2 separate regions of the Mus musculus genome follow, and region 1 is linked to region 2. The links are chromatin contacts, called in public Hi-C maps. All regions are on one chromosome and are shown on one strand. Each heading gives the region's core, a stretch centred on a gene start, on an enhancer-like site or on the middle of the called end of the contact. The rest is flanking DNA. Distances are from core to core; before and after follow the strand shown. Region 1 has its middle 3.7 kb from the start of Gm24471. Region 2 overlaps Mrps27 (mitochondrial ribosomal protein S27).

The links. A called contact is a pair of places that touch in the nucleus more often than the background predicts.
Region 1: a contact with region 2 is called in a Hi-C map of muscle stem cells, with 2.0 times the contacts expected there. The contact joins two enhancer-like sites. A contact is called at or near these places in 9 of 39 promoter capture datasets (the 3T3-L1 cell line, 3T3-L1-derived adipocytes, the C10 cell line and 5 more), 2 of 15 datasets of contacts at CTCF or cohesin (large pre-B cells and pro-B cells), 4 of 484 Hi-C or Micro-C datasets (the HPC-7 cell line, muscle stem cells, myocytes and 1 more) and 2 of 115 datasets of contacts at active chromatin or transcription factors (T-cell acute lymphoblastic leukemia and astrocytes).

Annotation. Positions count from the first base shown.
Region 1 is chr13:99,693,966-99,698,398 of GRCm38.p6, reverse strand. No RefSeq gene overlaps it. Among named protein-coding and RNA genes, the nearest start is that of Gm24471, 3.7 kb to the right of the region's middle. Within about 2 kb of position 1,933, at least 13 of the 459 cell types and tissues checked have an H3K27ac peak or open chromatin away from gene starts, as enhancers often do. A contact at or near this core is called in muscle stem cells, where this site is marked.
Region 2 is chr13:99,381,745-99,386,278 of GRCm38.p6, reverse strand. The region is part of intron 4 of Mrps27 (mitochondrial ribosomal protein S27); the gene reads right to left. Among named protein-coding and RNA genes, the nearest start is that of 6430562O15Rik, 29 kb to the left of the region's middle. Within about 2 kb of position 1,533, at least 63 of the 459 cell types and tissues checked have an H3K27ac peak or open chromatin away from gene starts, as enhancers often do. A contact at or near this core is called in muscle stem cells, where this site is marked.

The DNA of each region.
Region 1 (4,433 bases), core at 684-3,183, 310 kb before region 2:
AAGATGGCTCAGCAGTTAGGAACACATACTTTTCTTCTAGAGGAGATGGGTTTGACTCCTAACGCCCGATGGCAGCTTAGAAACATCTGTAACTCCTGTCCCTGGGGATTTAATGTCCCCTTCCAGCCCCCCTGGGCACTCCATGCACTTAATACATAAGCATAGATGAAACATAGTGAAACACCTATACACACAAACTGTTAAAACAAATATTACTAAATTAGGAGGGCTTCAATTGACAGTGTTAAAATGGCCCAAGCAAACAGCTAGTCTTTGACTTTAGAATCCATTTTAGCCAGAAATCTTGCTGGTGCTTCTTTCTTCTGACTTCCATGGAAGTGGTTGTCTAGAATATCTTAAGATATCTCAGAAAAAGCTGATGACATTGCCAAAAATTAATGCTTTTAGCCAGGTATGGAATTGTCACAGAATTTTCCCTGTCCAGTTACATTAGGGCAAGAGGAGGCCTGTGATTGGACAGGGAAAAGGGAGACAGTGCTAAGAGTTGCAGGACAGAGAGCATCTCAGAGGGGAAAAGAGGAAGGCCAAGATGGAGGAGGACATGAACCAGTGTGGCTTTAACCAGCCACAGGTGATTATGGTATCATAAAGTTAGAATCATTGTGATAAAGCTTTTATCATTATCAATTGGTTCTGAAATTATTGTATTGGAATCTTGTAAATTGAGAATTTATTGATACATAAATCTGATTGGTTAATTTTAAGCTTCAAGAGTTTTGTTTCTACCGCATAGATAGGTGTTGTGGTGGCTGACCGTGGGGTGGATGGTCGTTGCATGGCAACGAGAGAAACTTGGGAACTCCGGCCCCGCTGGAGAGTTGGCAGATAGAGACAGAGCCAGTGGGACCACAGTGGGGCTGAGAGTTGCCGGCACATATGCCGGGAATGTGCCAGTTCTTTTTAAGTATTTCCCACAACATGAAGTTGCACCCAAGGGCTACATAGTGGGACTCTCATGTGCTGTTCCTCAATACAAGCACATCCATACACGTGCACATACATCCCTCAAGTGTGCACATGCATGCACACAAAGCTAATATAAAAGATTTTGATCTTAGAGATTTGAAAAGCCAAGAGTGAGGCCTACCATTTTTCATGATATATATCCCAGGTGATCAAGGAAATCTGAGTTCATAAGACCCTTTATTTTCCTTATTAATCCCGCTGTTTCATTTTTGCTTTAATTTCAGACCCTAGAATAGGGTTGCATTTTTAAGGCAAACGCTTTGGTTCTCACCCCTCTGGAACTGAACAGCAAGTGTGTGGTCTGGGCAGCTGAAGGCTCAGGACGGAAGCCAGAAAGATAGATCCGATCTCATTGCCTGACGCTCTACCAAGGAAGATGCCTTAATTAGGAGGTCTGGGAGAGACTGAGATAAAATACGAGTGGTATGACATTGTTCCTTCAGAGGAAAAAAAGGGAGGAGCAGGGAACACATTTAGTCAAAGACAAACACAAGGGATGACACAAGCCTGAAGGAATCATGCCAGAGAGGTGACATCCCAGGACCCAAAGAGGCTCCTGGAAAATGCTAACAGCAAAAACAAGAGCTTTTAAGAAGCCAGGCGGGATCAAAGCAATGCAGACAGAAAGGCCAGGGGCAGGTGATGTAATGTCTAGAGATGACAGGGTGGCAGCCCCCCGCTCATTTCCTGTTTTTCTCCAACAGAGACATCCAGGGCTCCCTGAGATGAAACTTTGCAGAATAAGCAAGCTTAGAAAAGTGTGTCACCCAAAGATTGTACGGGGGTGTGGGAAAGGACAGAGCCCCTGGAAGGGAGTGCAAAGCTTAAAATCAGATTAATTATGTGTGGCAGAACGCCTGAATCGACACTTGAGTTGTAACCTGCTATTGGTTGTCTTCAGAGCCTAAGAACAAAGAGGCAACACATGGCCCAAGGCAAGCAACCCTGTTTTCACTGTGCTTGTGTCTCCACATTAGCCAATCACAATGTGGATGTTCTCCAAAACCTCTGGTGAGAGAGCAAATTAGATAATGAGACGGAACTCAGAAAAAAAGAATGGTGATGTCTCCAAGCCAGCAGGGGCTGGTGGGAACATGGAGTCAAAGCCTGTGCCGTTCTGTAGGTGGGCTGAGTGAGATATGGAGTTTGGGGATGTCAGGTCCTGAAACAGGATGTGCCTTGCAAGCCACATCAGGAAGCTTGCATGTTCAGGAGCTCAACCGTGTAGACTCACCTTGGTAGCCTCTTTTGTTTCCTGTCCCTCTTTGTCAGCCACTCAGATTCATACCATTTTTATTGTGATTATTTTTTTCCAAGTGTGTATTCTATAGAGCCAGTTGCCATGGTGACGAGATTCTACCTGACTTCAGACTGAAAGATGCAGGCTACTGTCCTGACTCCTTGCTTTGTATAAAGCAATCTCTTCCTGGTTTCTCCTGTTTTGAGTCCACCTCCTCAGACAACATTGCAGTGGGATTAGCCGGTCTGTTCTGCATCTCAGTCACTTTTCTCAGGTTAGTTCTTACTTAATCATCAAGCCGCACCCCAGTGAATGAGCTCTCAGCAATGGTCTTCATAATATCCTCTATAGAATATGGAGACCATGAGTCAGCGATAAATTGCTGAGATCAATGGTTCTCAAGTTAGGGGTCACAACCCCTTTTGGGGGCAAAGAACCCTTTCACAGGGGTCACCTAAGGCCATCAGAAAACATAGATATTTACAGTATGATTCTTAGCAGTAGCAAAGTTATACTTATGAAGTAGCCACAAAAATAATTTTATGGTTGGAGGTCACCTCAACAGGAGGAACTGTGCTAAAGGGTTGCAGTATCAGCAAGATTCAGAATAACTGGCTAAGGTGAACACATAGTTGCTTAGGCCATCATACCCACGACTGCTGTTTATGGACAGACCTCTCCAGGAGGCTATTCGAAAAACAACGCTATCCTGGTCAATAAAATTTGTTATTACATTTATTGTTGTTGTGGTAGTGGTGGTTGTTTTATGTGTGGTTTACCTATGTGTGTGGCATAGGCATGCCACAGAGCATGTGTGGCAGTGAGGACTCAGTTCTCTCTACCATGTGGCTGCCATGTGGATATATGTGCCTTTGCTTGCTGAACCATTTGCTTGATCAATACTTATTGGCAATTGAGACATGACATAGAAGGCAGAATGTTCCCCTTGGCACGATCATAAAGCATCTGAATGAGAATAAATATGTAAAAAGACAAAACTGAGAGGCAAAAAATGGAGATAGCCAAGAGGAACACTGAATAAAAACCAAGGGAAAACCTAGTTATGAGGTAATAAATATCAACTGTATATCCAAAGCACTGGTGAGCACTGAGCACAATAACAAGAGCTATTGTGAAAATGGCGTCAGTACTGCGCTGGCACCATCGTGGTTTCATTACTACAATTCTGAAGTATAATTTGAGGTGGGGCAAGGTAAACCTACAACGTTGCCCTTTCTGCTTAGGGTCACTTTGGTGTGTGTGTGTGTGTGCGCATTTCAGATGGGTATGAGGGATTTTTTTCTAGCTCTCTAAAGAATGTTATTGAAATTTTGATGGAGATTGTGTCAACTCTATGTAGCTTTTGGCATATAGTCATTTTCACAATGTTAATTCTTCCGGTTCATAAGCACGGGAGGGAGGTATTTCTTCCTGATTCTTCTGTTTCCTCCTCAGTTATTTATATTCAGTCTAGAAGTCTTTCACCTCAGTCATTTAAAGATTCAATCTAGAGGTCTTTTCACTTCCTTAGGTTTATTTCTGGGTATCTTATTATTCTTGAAGATACTATGAATATTTTCCCCTGATTTCTTTTTCAGCAAATTACTTTTTGTGTGGAGAAAAGTTACTGATTTTGTAAGTTACTTCTGTATCCTGCTACTTTCCTGAAAGTGTTCATCAGGCCTATCAGTTTCCTGGAGTCTTTAGTGTCTCCTAAGTGTAAGACCATGACGTCTTCTAAACATTTTCTCTGTTTGTATGTCTTTCATTTCTGTCTCTTGCCACAGCACTCTAGCTAAGGCCTCATTGCTTATATTGAACAAGAATGGACAGATCAGAAATGTTTGAGTACCTGTGGCAGTTAGAGTATGCTTGGCCCGAGGAAAGTGGCGCTATTAGAAAGTGTGGCCTTGTTGGTGTAGGTGTGGCCTTGGAGGAAGTACATCACTGTTGGGGTGGGCTTTGAGGTTCTATGCTCAAGCTCCGCCCAGTAGAGAAGAGAGGCCCTCCTTCTGCTGCCTGCAGGTCCAGATGTAGAACTCTTGGCACCTCTCACCTGCCTGCACACTGCCATGATTCTCACCATGATGATAATGGCGTATGTACCCTGTGGTAGTCTTTGAAACTGTAAGCCAGATCCAATTAAATTTTTGCTTTTGTAAGAGTTGCCTTAGTAATAGTGTCTCTTCACAACAATAAAACCCTA
Region 2 (4,534 bases), core at 284-2,783:
AATGTCATTTCCTTCACTGAATTGAAGTGAAATGCAATATTTGGTTGCCCTATTCAGAGCTTACCTGCCTATTCAGTTACATCTGAAATGTGACATGTTTTTGGCATTCATTCAATAAATCACAAATGCCTCTGAGAGAACAGCAGCAATGGACCAATGGCTGAGAGCATAACCAGGGCAGTGGAGCACGCCTATGTTCCCCGTGCTGAGGAGGCCGACACAGCAGTCACCTGAGCCAGGAGTCTGAGGCCAGGCTGGGTAACATAAAGAGATCACATCATTAAACAACAGAGAGAGAGAGAGAGAGAGAGAGAGAGAGAGAGAGAAAGCAAGCCGGGCGTGGTGGCGCACACCTTTAATCCCAGCACTTGGGAGGCAGAGGCAGGCGGATTTCTGAGCGAGACCAGCCTGGTCTACAAAGTGAGTTCCAGGACAGCCAGAGCGACACAGGGGAACCCTGTCTCAAAAAACCAACCAAATAAATAACCACAAAGAGATAGTCAGATGAACCAAGAGCTACTTTATTTAGTACAGTGTTAACCGCTGTAATGGAGAATCATCACACCTCGGCACTGCCTCACGCCACAGACCTGTTAGTAGAATGCTAATAGAAGCTTTTATCATCCTCACCCCACTCCAGTCTCCATGCCCCAGCCAGATCAACAGTTTATCCTAAGGTTATACTCTAATTAAATTCACTCTATAGAAAGGGACATTTGGCTAGAATATGATTTGTCATTTCCAAGGTTGAAAATAACATCAAGTAGATTGAATGATAAAGAATTAAGGCAATTATCTTGGTTTACTCCTGGTCCTAGAATATAGTTCTATCAATAGGCTTATGAGCAAGGCACCTCAGCTCTAAACCTTCCATTATGTTGAATCTCCACCCTAGGGAGGCCACGGATGTGCTGACTGGTACATGCTGTCACACTGTGTGCATCACGGAACTGACAGGTGTGTATATACAGTCACACAAAAGAAACTGCTATTACATAGAGTAAGAGCACCATAGAAGTAGGAGCAGGTGGAGCCAGTCCACAATTTAAATCCTTACAGGTATTTAATAAAAGGATAAATAAAATCCAAGGAAGGGATGATAGGGGAAGAATGCAGGCTGACTCAACTTTAGAACATCCTGTGGTTGAACACTGGCGGCCTGGGAAATACTCTTTGCATTACCCACTGAGTGCTTTCTGCAGAAATACACAAGCCAGACCCAGAAGCAGCAGGATGACGCATCAAACCCAGGAAATTACAGTGTGATCTGATTTTATCATTTGCCCAAGTGAGCTCTGAGACAATGGGCCTGCTAGTCTCTCATTTTATTGGAGACTCTCTGCTGTGTTATCAGATTTTCACAATAAGATGAACAAAGCACACGGCTCTCACAGCCTGATGCACGTCTCCTTTGGTCATTACCACTTTGTAAGGCTGGGATTTAAGAAAGTCCTAAACAAAAGGAATGTAAGAGTGAATGCAGTGTGAGGAGCACACAAGGCCCCGCCCCTAGCCGAGGAGCTTATGCACAATGGCTGCTGGGGAGGGGTGTGGCCACATCCAGTAGAAATCCCCACACTCACCTGCAAACATCAGCAATTAAATTAAAGTCAGTGGGAAATACAGCAAGAAGAACAGGCCTCAAACCAGGAGGTGCCTCGATGGAGGAAGGGCTTGAGGCTGGGGCACACTATTGCTCTGTCTTATCTGTCATACATTAGATACACGCATGAAATTGTCAAGCACCAATAAATGAGCATGAATAAAGAGAGAGAGAGAGCTGCTTTTGGTTGTTCTGCACAGTGTGCTTACCGCGGAAGATGCTCATTTTCTTCTGAAGTAACACAAGAACAAGTGCAATGGATGCACAGTCATGAACTAGGAAGGAGAATCAACTCAGGGGCCAGAGATACCGCAAACCTCGGCTTTGATGCCAGCCCACTTTGTTTTCAGTGCTGAGAATCAGATGGAGGGCCAGCATAGTAGTCAAGTGCTCGACTTCAGAGACATACCTCAACTTTCAGTATTATTTTAATGTTTTTTAGTGAACTATTCATAACTCTGTATACATCAACCTTATTTAAAGATAGATTTGTATCTCTGAAAAAATCTTTTATTTCTTCTCCATTATAGTTTAGCTCTGTGAAATGAGGTTAAATTAGATGACCTCGAGGAGACTAAGACTCTATACAAAAGCCCTGCCTTGTGAGGTCCACAGATGCTCAGATTACTCTTCTCCCCATATCACATGGACCACCCTCAATCCACAGTGATGGTAAAGCTGTCTCCTCGCACTGTGGCTGCTCCCGCTGCCTACAATCCCGTGACAATCATGTAACTCTGGTGTGCGATAGCTCTGCTGTCCCACAGGGATTCATGGACATGGGTTTTATGGAAATTCTGTTTCAGAACATTTCATATTTCAAGCTGTGGTGGGAATAAAGAATAAGCGAAGTTTGTATAACTTTGCTTCCTTGTTCAGGGTGGACTGGCAAGGCAGAAATGAAAACTGTTTATAAAAAATGACCGTTTTGGTTGAGGTGGGATGTTTAAAGGTTTCCTCTCTTCTAAGTCTCAAACTGGAACTCAACACTTTTCTTTCCCTTTTTTCCCCCTTGTCTGTCTGTCTGTCTGTCTGTCTGATTATTTGGGACAGGATTTCTCTGTAGCCCTGGCTGGTCTGGAACTCACTTTGTAGATCCTGCCAGCCTCAGACTCAGAGATCCACCTCCCAGGGCCTGGGAGTGAAAGTGTGCACAACCATGCCGGGTTTGGAACTCAACTCTTAAGCCCCGGTGTTTCAGGGAGGGAGAGTCTGATGGGAGGCTCAGCTCACCAACGAACTCACAGCACCATCAGACAGTGTGGAGGGGGTCTTCTGCTCTCATGCCCTGCGAGGAGCAAATAAATCTAATAATTTTATGTAAATCTAATCATTACAGAAAAAAAATAGAAGTAAAAAATAAGTGGGCTCAGAGCTGGTGTTACATTGCTCACTTGACCAGTTATTTAATGATTTATGGTGTTCCCAGTTTTTTTTATTATGTAAACAAAACTACAGTTAATTTTCTTGAGTTATGCATCTATTTCTTTATAGGGCAAATTCCTTTTAAAACTTAACAATTTCAGTGTTTAGCCGGTGGTGTGTTTGGGGCAGAGGAACAGTTACCTCCACGAGAAGAGAACTATGCATTGCTGAGTCTTTACCATTACACTCCTTACTCACACAGTCACAGGCAAGGCTGAACTACTTCACACACTATTAGCTACTGGCCTTTCTTTAGAATTGCCTCCCCCATTGCAATGCTTATATCCCTATGATCGACAGTTTACAACTATTTCTTAATATTATTAATGAAAAACCAATACTATAATTAAGTAGTTCCTCATTTTTTTCTTATTATTTGACCTAGCTGTAAGTCATTTTGCTACATTTGAATTTATAATTCCTAGGACAAACCTAGTTCTTACTAAGGTTATCTTTGACATTCACATTATGTTAAAAAAGACAAAGATTCTAGATTCTAGAAACTCTGTCCTTGTTGCATGTCTACATCCTGGATGATTTCACTGTTAAATCTAAGCCTTTGGTCCCGTGTAACCCACGCTGGAAGATCCAAGATTGCCTTCCAAGACCCGCCCACTACCCACCTCCTAAACCACACCCCGTCCACAGGCATCACCCCCCCCCCCCCCCAGGCACCACCACCCTGTCCGCAGGCACCAGCCTCCAGTTTCCTTGTTGCCTTAGTTACAGACCCAGGCCTTCAAGATTATCACATTCTCTTTTTAGCTGCTGGGGTCTGGGTGACAGCTGTACAACATGGACCACGGAGAAAAGCTTACCACTTGTAACCAGAGGAGAGGGTCACCACTGTGCTACAGCTACCAGACATTATATTTTGTCCATTTTTATTTTTGTGCTAAAAACTGCAAATGGGTACTGGTTGAAAAAGAGTAAAAATCATTACATAATAAAAAAATGTACCAGGTAAGAGCATTTGAAGTAAGGGTGAAGTAGTTATTCAGGATGTTCTAAGTAATTAGGTCACTCAAAATATGCATGAAATGCTGGGCTGTTTCCAGGACAACAAAATGCCAAGTTTCAGGCTATTTCCTGCTATAATTAACTAAATCATCTACACTTAAGTGGCATCTTGCATATGTTCCTGAAAACTACTTCATGTTGTGACAATAACGCTGATCAAAAATTGACTGAAACAGCTAAAACAAAACAAAAAAAAACCTCCCAGAGATTCATGAAAAACAAAACAAAACCCCACCACCAACTGAGTGCACCAGGAGTTGTCCTGCATTTTTGTACTATATTATGATAAGAAGCATATTTTTAAAAAATGTTTACTGCATGTATTTATTTATATGGGTGTGCAGCCATGTATGCAGACATACCATAACGTGTGGAAGCCAGGGGCAACTTGAAGTCAGTTCTCTCCGTCTACTGTGTGGATCCTGCGGACTGAACTCAAGTCCTGAGGTTTAGTGGCAAGCACTTTTACCCACTGAGCCATCATGT